Regions from separate parts of the Zea mays genome. Here region 2 is linked to region 1. Evidence: chromatin contacts called from public Hi-C data. All regions are on one chromosome and are shown on one strand. The core of a region is the stretch at or near the end of the contact, and the rest is flanking DNA. Distances in the headings are between cores, read along the strand shown. Region 1 holds the start of LOC100273678. Region 2 holds the start of LOC100272854 (putative RING zinc finger domain superfamily protein).

What was found. A called contact is a pair of places that touch in the nucleus more often than the background predicts.
Region 2: a contact with region 1 is called in a Hi-C map of leaf, with 8 times the contacts expected there. The contact joins the promoter of LOC100272854 here to the promoter of LOC100273678 in region 1. A contact is called at or near these places in 4 of 25 Hi-C or Micro-C datasets (ear, endosperm, leaf and 1 more).

Annotation. Positions count from the first base shown.
Region 1 is chr1:59,572,164-59,576,369 of Zm-B73-REFERENCE-NAM-5.0, reverse strand. LOC100273678 reads left to right here and starts at 2,033. Exons shown (of 7, transcript NM_001148090.1): 1 at 2,033-2,192; 2 at 2,372-2,639; 3 at 2,740-3,133; 4 at 3,358-3,555; 5 at 3,692-3,827; 6 at 3,937-4,188. The coding sequence starts at 2,088.
Region 2 is chr1:59,707,859-59,712,064 of Zm-B73-REFERENCE-NAM-5.0, reverse strand. It overlaps LOC100272854 (putative RING zinc finger domain superfamily protein), which reads left to right and starts at 1,928. Exons shown (of 11, transcript NM_001401435.1): 1 at 1,928-2,092; 2 at 2,185-2,272; 3 at 2,439-2,477; 4 at 2,567-2,599; 5 at 3,022-3,099; 6 at 3,213-3,256; 7 at 3,476-3,713; 8 at 3,796-3,891; 9 at 4,018-4,087; 10 at 4,183-4,206. The coding sequence starts at 2,043. LOC103634826 (nuclear pore complex protein NUP93A) reads left to right here. Exons shown (of 15, transcript NM_001360139.1): 15 at 8-235. The coding sequence ends at 85.

The DNA.
Region 1 (4,206 bases), core at 784-3,283:
CGAGTCGTTGAAACCAAAAAAAAAACTCTTCTGCTTTGGCTATATTGCAGACGCTGGAGCGTCTTAATAAATTCCAACCAAAGAGAGCCTAAATAATGAAGTTTTTTTAATGTTAGATTGGACTCCTTTGAGATGTTACAACGCCACTGCACCAACAACATCCTTGACTGTCATTGATCATCAAGATTCATCATAACTGTCATTGGGTATGCATGATATGTGCTCAGAAGGTGATGACATTTCAAGCTTACACTTTGCCCAATTCCACAAATTGCTCGGAGGCTCAGGGCTAGAGGCACAGGGTCCAATGTGTGGTCCCATTCAATTTCGATAATAAGAGAGAGCATTTAGACACAAAAAAGTGCTCACATCCAAACTTCCATCAAGACTATCGTCCCTATGTCTAGGTTCTCTAGACCACAGGAAGTCTCGGGAGCTATTGTTGGTGATATGTACCTAGGGCACCTCACCATATGAAAAATAGCCCAAGTAGCCCAATCCACATATGTGGTACCTCATTTATTTACTTGAAGGACAGGGCATGACAAGATGTATGTAGAAACTAATTATAAGTCTAACGTGTTTTAGTTTTCTTAACAAAACTGCAAGTATAAATACATGATTTGTACTGATGATTTTCTTAACGATTTATTTGTAGTTAAGGTTTTGTTAACCTAGCATCTCTATAAATAATTTAAAACTATAATTTTTTTCTAAATTTTTGAATGATCTCGGATAGAGAAATATTCTGAACTAATAGAAGTTGTAGTATTTAAAAAGAGTAGTGGACACTACTTTTTCATTTAAAACCGTTTAGACTTCAAAAATTACGTTAATGGCACAGCTGATTCCATTTCTGTCACATCTGAAACACTTAGCAGCCGTTATTTATTGGCTGTACGTCTTGTTGACGTCCTCCTGTGCAGCCACATTGATTGACAATTAATTCATTTGACCTTTGACCATGAATATAGGACATCTTGAGTGTTAGCTTAATTTATATTAAGTAGAATAATCTGAAGAGTTTATTTGGACGTAGTCGTATTCGTTTTACTGAACAAGCCCGAAGGTCGTGGTTCAAACTTCAAACACCACGTACGGACTTGTGTTTGATTTTAACAATATAATGAATCTAGCCAGCTGGATATAACAATGCAACCCTCCAGCCTACTTCTTTGAAAAACAAAATCATATAGCTTATTTGTAATCAAGGCTAACAATAACCCACCTCTTTATACAATAATAATCTACCGTTCCCAACGATGATGTAAATAATTATATATAATCCACAATCTCAATTACTATAATGCCATCCATAGTCTATAGATCAGTATAATTCAGTTTGGGTTCAAACAAGCCAAAAATGATTACTATTTTGTTAGTTGAAAGTTACAAAAAGTTGGACTAGTAGAGATCCTAGCGATGAATATATATAAACAGCTTAAATCTACAGTTGGAGACACATGTGAATAACGTATAAAACAAACAAGATCTTAGCGATATTGTTTTGTCAGCACTCAGTAGTATATTTATATTTAATTTTGCCAGTACTCACTAAGCCCACATTCGAGGAAAAAGCAAGCACATGCACCTGACTAAATTGAAGAAACACGGGCTAAAGTACTGTGTGGACATATATAATTGGGCCACGTGGTCCGGATCCGTTCACCGGTAGGAATTGAAGGAGGGAAGGAAGGGGGGCTGCAGCTTCGTTCATCTCTTGTCCGGCCCACCCTTCTTTCATCTATCATCTTCTCTTCTTCGACGGTTCGTTTGCATGGGCATGAGCGTCATATATGGCGGGGAAATTTTTCTCTTTATCCCACAAATATATCACGCCGCCGCCGGCTGCTCCGTACAGGCGGTGGGCCACACCAAACACACACGATAATATTTTGTCAACGAATGTATATATGTACTACATCAGAAGCCAAATGCATATATACTACACTACAAATCTCTCTCTGTCTTCCTCACATCTATCTATATATATGTGCGCTGTTGCCATTCTTCCCAAAAGCTAATACAACAAGCGTACTGCACTGCAGCTCTAGAGTCCTAGACAGAGCAAGAAGTGAGCGTGTACAATGGCATCTCACAATGCTAGTGTTAGTGTCCCAGAGATGGCGTCGGGTTTCCATCCGACTGTATGGGGTGACTTCTTCATCGACTACAGTCCACAGCCATCGCAGGCATGCATGCCCTATACTACAGTACAGCTATCTTAGCAGCGATGCATGCGAACGAAATGCCATCTATATGTTTTCTTACAACCTATGTATTCCAGGACCATGCATGTCATTTTTCTTGTCTGAACAATCAGCACTGCACCATGCCACCATCATAATTGTCTATCTATGGTTTTGTGTAGAAGTCGGAGGAGTGGACAGCAGAGAGGATGAGCCAGCTAAAGGAGAAAATAGCTGGGCTATTCGGAGCCTGCACGACGACAGCCGAGCAACTCAACCTAGTGGACACGCTCCAGCATCTAAGCATAGACCACCATTTCAGCACCCAGATCCTCTCCGTCCTCACTAGCGCCCACGCCGCGGAAGAACTCAACAGCGGCGGCGCCTGTCTCCACGACGTCGCCCTTCGGTTCCGCCTGCTGCGGCAGCAAGGGTTCTGGGTGTCTCCAGGTACGTCGTAGTACGAGTACGATACGAGACAAGCTCATGCGCTGCATTGCATAGCTCTTGCATATAGTTAATATATATATATGGTCGTTCGATCTCGCAGAGGTATTCGACCGGTTCAGAGACGAAAACGGGAGCTTTGACGTCGGCGTGGCAGACGACGACGCGAGGGGGCTGCTGAGCCTATACAACGCGGCTTACCTTCTCACCCATGGAGAGGCAGAGCTCGAGGAGGCTGCATTGTTCGCCAGGCAGCGTCTTGAGTCCATGTCCATGAGAGGTAGCCTTGAGTACCCGCTGGCCCAGCAGGTGAGCCGAGCGCTCCACCTGCCACTGCCGCGGACGGTCAGAAGAGTCGAGACTCTGCATTATGTCTCGGAGTACGGAGGAGACCCGACGCATGAGCATGAGCATGACCCCTCCGTTCTGGAGTTCGCCCGGCTGGATTTCGAGCTCTTGCAACGTCTCCACGTGAAGGAGCTCAAGGCTCTTTCTAGGTATGATCAGTATATAGTGTCTGGCCATGCATCCGCATCATGAAAGGAGAGATGGCAACTGCCAAGTCTCTCAATGGTGTTCTCGGTTTTATCTGCTAGCTAAACCAAACCAGAACAGGGGCGGGACGAGTGGTTTTGCAGAAGAGAACGTATACCCTTAATTAATATCACCATTCTTAGATTTTAGAATAACAAACCTCCTGTTTGTGTCTAATCCCTCCCAGGTGGTGGAAAGATCTCTACAACGAAGCTGGAGTGACCTACTCGCGGGACCGCGTGGTGGAGTGCTACCTGTGGTCTTACACGGCGTACTACGAGGAAGAACACGCGAGGGCGAGGATGATCCTCGCTAAGATGATCGCGCTGATAATCTTGACGGACGACACCTACGACGTCCGCGCTACTCTGGAGGAGTGTCGAAGGTTCGATGAAGCTATACAGAGGTTTGGAGTGCTCCAGTTCAATCTTATTGATCTGTGCTAGGAATTGAAGAAAGCAGTTGCTCATACAATATTTGCGCTCAAAGTTGTAATAACCACTTGATTTCTCTTCTAACAGATGGGACGAGAGCGCTGTTTCTCTCCTGCCGGACTACCTGAAGAAGTTCTACCTCAAGCTGATGAACATCTTTGAGGAGTTTGAGGACGAGCTGGAACCACATGAGAAGTGCAGGGTCGCTTTTAGCAGAAAAGCGGTACAAGCACACCACCCTCTCTGTTTTTTTTTTAAAAGAAATACTTAGATTGTTTCGCTGGAAGTAAGAGGAAGACTTAATACTTTTTCTTAAAAAAAATCATCTCCAGTTTCAAACATTATCGAGTAATTATCTCCAAGAAGCGGAATGGTTTCATGGCCGTTACAAGCCAAGATTCGAAGATCAGGTAAAGGTATCCACTGTGTGCTCAGGCGCTCCATTCGCAGCTGTTGGGTTACTAGTTGGCATGGGAGGTGATGTAGCAACCCAGGAGGCACTTGAGTGGGCAATGGGTTGCACGGATGCTGTCAAGGCTTTCGCAGAGGTCACACGCTTCATGAATGACCTTGCTTCGTATAAGGTAGGACTGGTACATGTC
Region 2 (4,206 bases), core at 679-3,178, 140 kb before region 1:
CTTGCAGATCGCAAACCTTGTAGCAAGCAACATGAGCCGGAATTGGCCACAGGATTTGTATCAGAAGGTGGCACAGTGCATATGAAGTGGCTTGTGTTTTGAGTTGATCAGGAATCTGGACTAATCTGTATCAGAACTCTGAAGCTTTCAAACAATATGGTTGTCATCCCATCCTGTGTTTAATGTGTGTCAAATGTAAGATGTTTATTTTTTAAAAAAGAAATTTCCACTGATATTTTTCTGTCTTTGTCGTGGGAAAAACGGCTCACCCGTTGTTACAGAATCCTTAGGCCTTATTCGGTTGCCGATCAATCAAGGGGGGTTGAAGGGGCTTGAGGCGGAATCTCTAGCAAGTCAAAATCTTTCCTAATCCCCTCTAACCTCATAGAATGGGGAATAACCGAATGAAGCCTTAAGATCTTAAGGGGCATATTGGTCCAGTGCACATGCGTCGACAAGGACCTTTGCCAGCTGTTGGCAACTTGGCATCTCCGCCTGATTGCAGGAGTGCACGGAGCCAGATAAACATTTGTAGCCTGTATGTAAGTTACTGTTGGAAATGTCTTTGAAGACTTGTATTGTACGAGAGCATCACTGTTTGTTACGGAACATCAGCATTACTTGAGGAATCGCGAACTCCGTATGTTTATTCGAATGGTAAAGTCTCGTGGTACAGTTTAATGGAGCTGCAAAGGTAACGAAAGACGACGCCGCAATAAAGAGGATCTCAAGTTACATGGCGTATCGGTGTGGATCTTGGCCTCGTGGGGGGAGAGGATAGAACGACAAGGTGGGTGGGTCATCAAGAAAGCCCAAGTTTTCAGCGGTAAGCTCCTAGTTGTCTGTGGCCTAAAAGTGAGCGCAGATGTTAGGTCACACGCCCTGCGTCCCTTTTCTCCAAATTTTTTTTCTAAAGTTGTTTTAAATTTATAAAACAAATTCGTATAGAAAAATAATATCAAAGCTTATGACATCAAATTAACACCATTAGTACATTATAAACTACATTCTCATCATGATGTGCTTAGTCTGTATCAAATATAATCTGATTTCTTTTGACTTAAAAATAGCTTAGAAATTAATTTATCCTCTTGGTGAGGGGAAGTGGACAAGTGACGTCAAGGGTACCACCGGTAGCAGCGTGCATCAAGTTAATGAATGCATGCAACACACGCAGGCGGCAGGCGGGGCCCCGAAGCAACATCAACTTGCATGGAGATGTAGCACACCTTATCCTGATCATTACTTTATCTACACTCCACCGATGCTGAGAGTCCTCACCTGATCTGATCACTTCCCAGCCAAGCCCGGGGATACACGGAAAGGTCAGGCGAGTGGGCTTTGGGCACCAGCACACAAGGCAAAAACAAGTCGCGTCGGTTGGTCTGGGATCGGAACCACCTGTAGTGTTTACTTTATAGAATATATACGTATAGGTTTGTGTGATGCGATGGAGTGCCGAACCGACCGGATGATAGATATAGCACGGAGATCGACGGAGGCTTCCAGCAGGCAGCAGGTGAAGCCGCAGCCGCAGCCGCTTGCGAGGTCGCCGTTCTAACGCTGACTGCGGATGGCTCCTGCTCACCTGATATGGTTCTTTCTAGATTGTGAATATCTCTGCGACTGCCATGGTCGGTTACCTAGCTCTGAGCCTCGCCTCCCCATGGCATTCAAGAAGCCTCGTTGCCAGGGCGGCCAACAACAACCCCAGATACAGATACCATACCATTACGTACTAGTAGGGTCACTCACTGCGCCCAGAAGAGAAGTGCAGGGGCCCGGGCCAGGGCGACCGACCCAATCCACGACGCCCATTTCCGATTCTTGCCGTTTTCGGGCAGGCAGCCAGTCCCTTTAAAGCACCACTAGGCAGGCACTAGGCCGGTAGTATATAAAATAATGTCCTACTCCTACCCCGCCACCACGCCGCGGCAGCACAAGCCCCTCTCCGCCCCCAGCCAGCCCTCCTCAGATCTCAATCCCGGCGCTCCCTCCCTCCCTCCTCGCCTCGGGACAGCGAGCGCCGCCGTCCGCCGTCCATGGAGCACGACGCCGAGGCGCGCCGCGGGTTCGCCAGGATGGGCTTCGGGTCCGTGCTGCTGCTACTCTCTCTCTCTCTCTCTCTCTCTCTCTCTCTCTCCCCTTCTCAGGTCTTTCTGAACCCCCGTTCCTTGTGCGCAGGTGCAAGCACTACCGGAGGCGGTGCCGGATCCGCGCGCCCTGCTGCGGCGACGTCTTCCACTGCCGCCATTGCCACAACGAGTCCACGGTGCCGTGCTCCTCCTTTTTTTTCCCCACCCCTCCTCCTCTTCTTCTTGACGCCTGGCGCCTAACGCTGACCTTTGGTGCTCTGTTTCTTCCGTCCTTTTCCTTTCCTCCTTTTTCCTGATCATTGGTTGGATCTTGTTCCTGATCATTGGTTGGCCCCGGCGCAGAAAGACGGGCACGAGCTGGATCGGCACGACGTCCAATCGGTATGCACTTGTTTACCATTATTTCCGCCTCTTCTTGGACCGACACTGACCTCTCTCTCTCTCTCCTTTTCCATCCCATCCACGCCCAGGTTATCTGCCTCGTCTGTGACACCGAGCAGCCGGTGAGTAATCACTGCATCACATGAGCATGGCCCTGCCCCTGTATGAACGAAGTGGGATGTCTTTATTGTTAGACCAACTCCAGCAGACTCCCTCTCCGTATCCCTAAAACGCGCGGCCGACACATTCTCTCTCCTCTCCGTATCCGTCTCCGTTTCCAGCAACACTCCCCATCCCACTCCGCATGCAGTCTATGACACCTGGGGCCCGCCAGCAGCCGCGCGCGCCCGCAGAGAGCTGCGGAGAGGAGAGAGACAGTGTGGAAATGGGGAGTGCAGGTACAGGCCGTGCGTTTTACGGAGCCGGATGCGGAGCCTGCTGGACTGATGAATAGTGTGCCAGACTCCGCAAAATAGGGATACGGAGCCGCATGCGGAGCGCTGCTGGAGTTGGTCTTATTGTTACCTCCATCCATCTGTTACAGATCGCGCAGGTGTGCTGCAACTGCGGCGTCTGCATGGGGGAGTACTTCTGCGCAGCCTGCAACTTCTTGGACGATGACGTGAGACGCGGACCGTAGACTGTTTTCATTTACCTGAATCTGCTGCTGGCTCTGCTCGTAAACAAAACAAATGAGATGACGCTCATCTGCTGTCTGTCTGTTCGTGTGTGCAGGTTGACAAGGAGCAGTTCCATTGCGACGATTGCGGCATCTGCAGGTGCGTGCGTGCGTGTGTCTGTCCCTCTTTTTTTGTTTCTTGTTTTCTTTTCTTCCTTCCATTGCGGTCACTGAGTTACAGGATCTGAGTCGCCGCGCACAAATCGCGATTTTAGTAGGAACCCCCCCCTCTGATTAACTAACTAAGCTACTACTACCTATTGATGATGATCCAACAAAGCTGACAGAAACTGTGGTGCATTTGCATTTGTTCGAACAGAGTAGGAGGAAAGGAGAACTTCTTCCACTGCCAAAAGTGTGGTAAAGAAATAAACAAATCCATCACCAGCCATATTCACCACACCCGAGGATGTTCTGGCTCCCCATCACCAGCCATACATCATCCTGTTGTTTTTTTTTTGTTTGCACACGCAGGATCCTGCTACTCGACGACCCTTCGCGACAGGCACTGCTGCATCGAGAACTCGATGAAGAACAACTGCCCCATCTGCTACGAGGTGAGGCCGCATACTGTCTGCACCTTGTGCACGCCCTCCGCAGCTCACCGTTGGTGACCTCTGCTGCTGCTGTTGGTGCAAGGCAGTACCTGTTCGATTCGCTGAGGGAGACGTCGGTGCTCCGCTGCGGCCACACCATGCACCTGCAGTGCTTCCACGAGATGTTGAAGCACGACAAGTAAGCGCCCATGCATGCACTTTCTTTTGCCTCCTCCGTTTCGTGTGGCGGCCTTCGTCTTGCCTCGGATATTCGGATGGATAACGACGCTGGCGCTGCTTTATCTCTGTGTGCGTGTGTGTGTAGGTTCTCGTGCCCCATATGCGCCACGCCCATCTTCGACATGGACAAGTTCTTCAAGGCCCTCGACGCAGAGGTAGGCATTGCGCGACTCTTTCGGCAATTAGGCCCTCGACGCAAGCAGGAAATGACTACTGAAAGTGGCTTGTTTGTTTGTTCCAAACTCTGCAGATGGAGGCAAGCTACTTGTACACG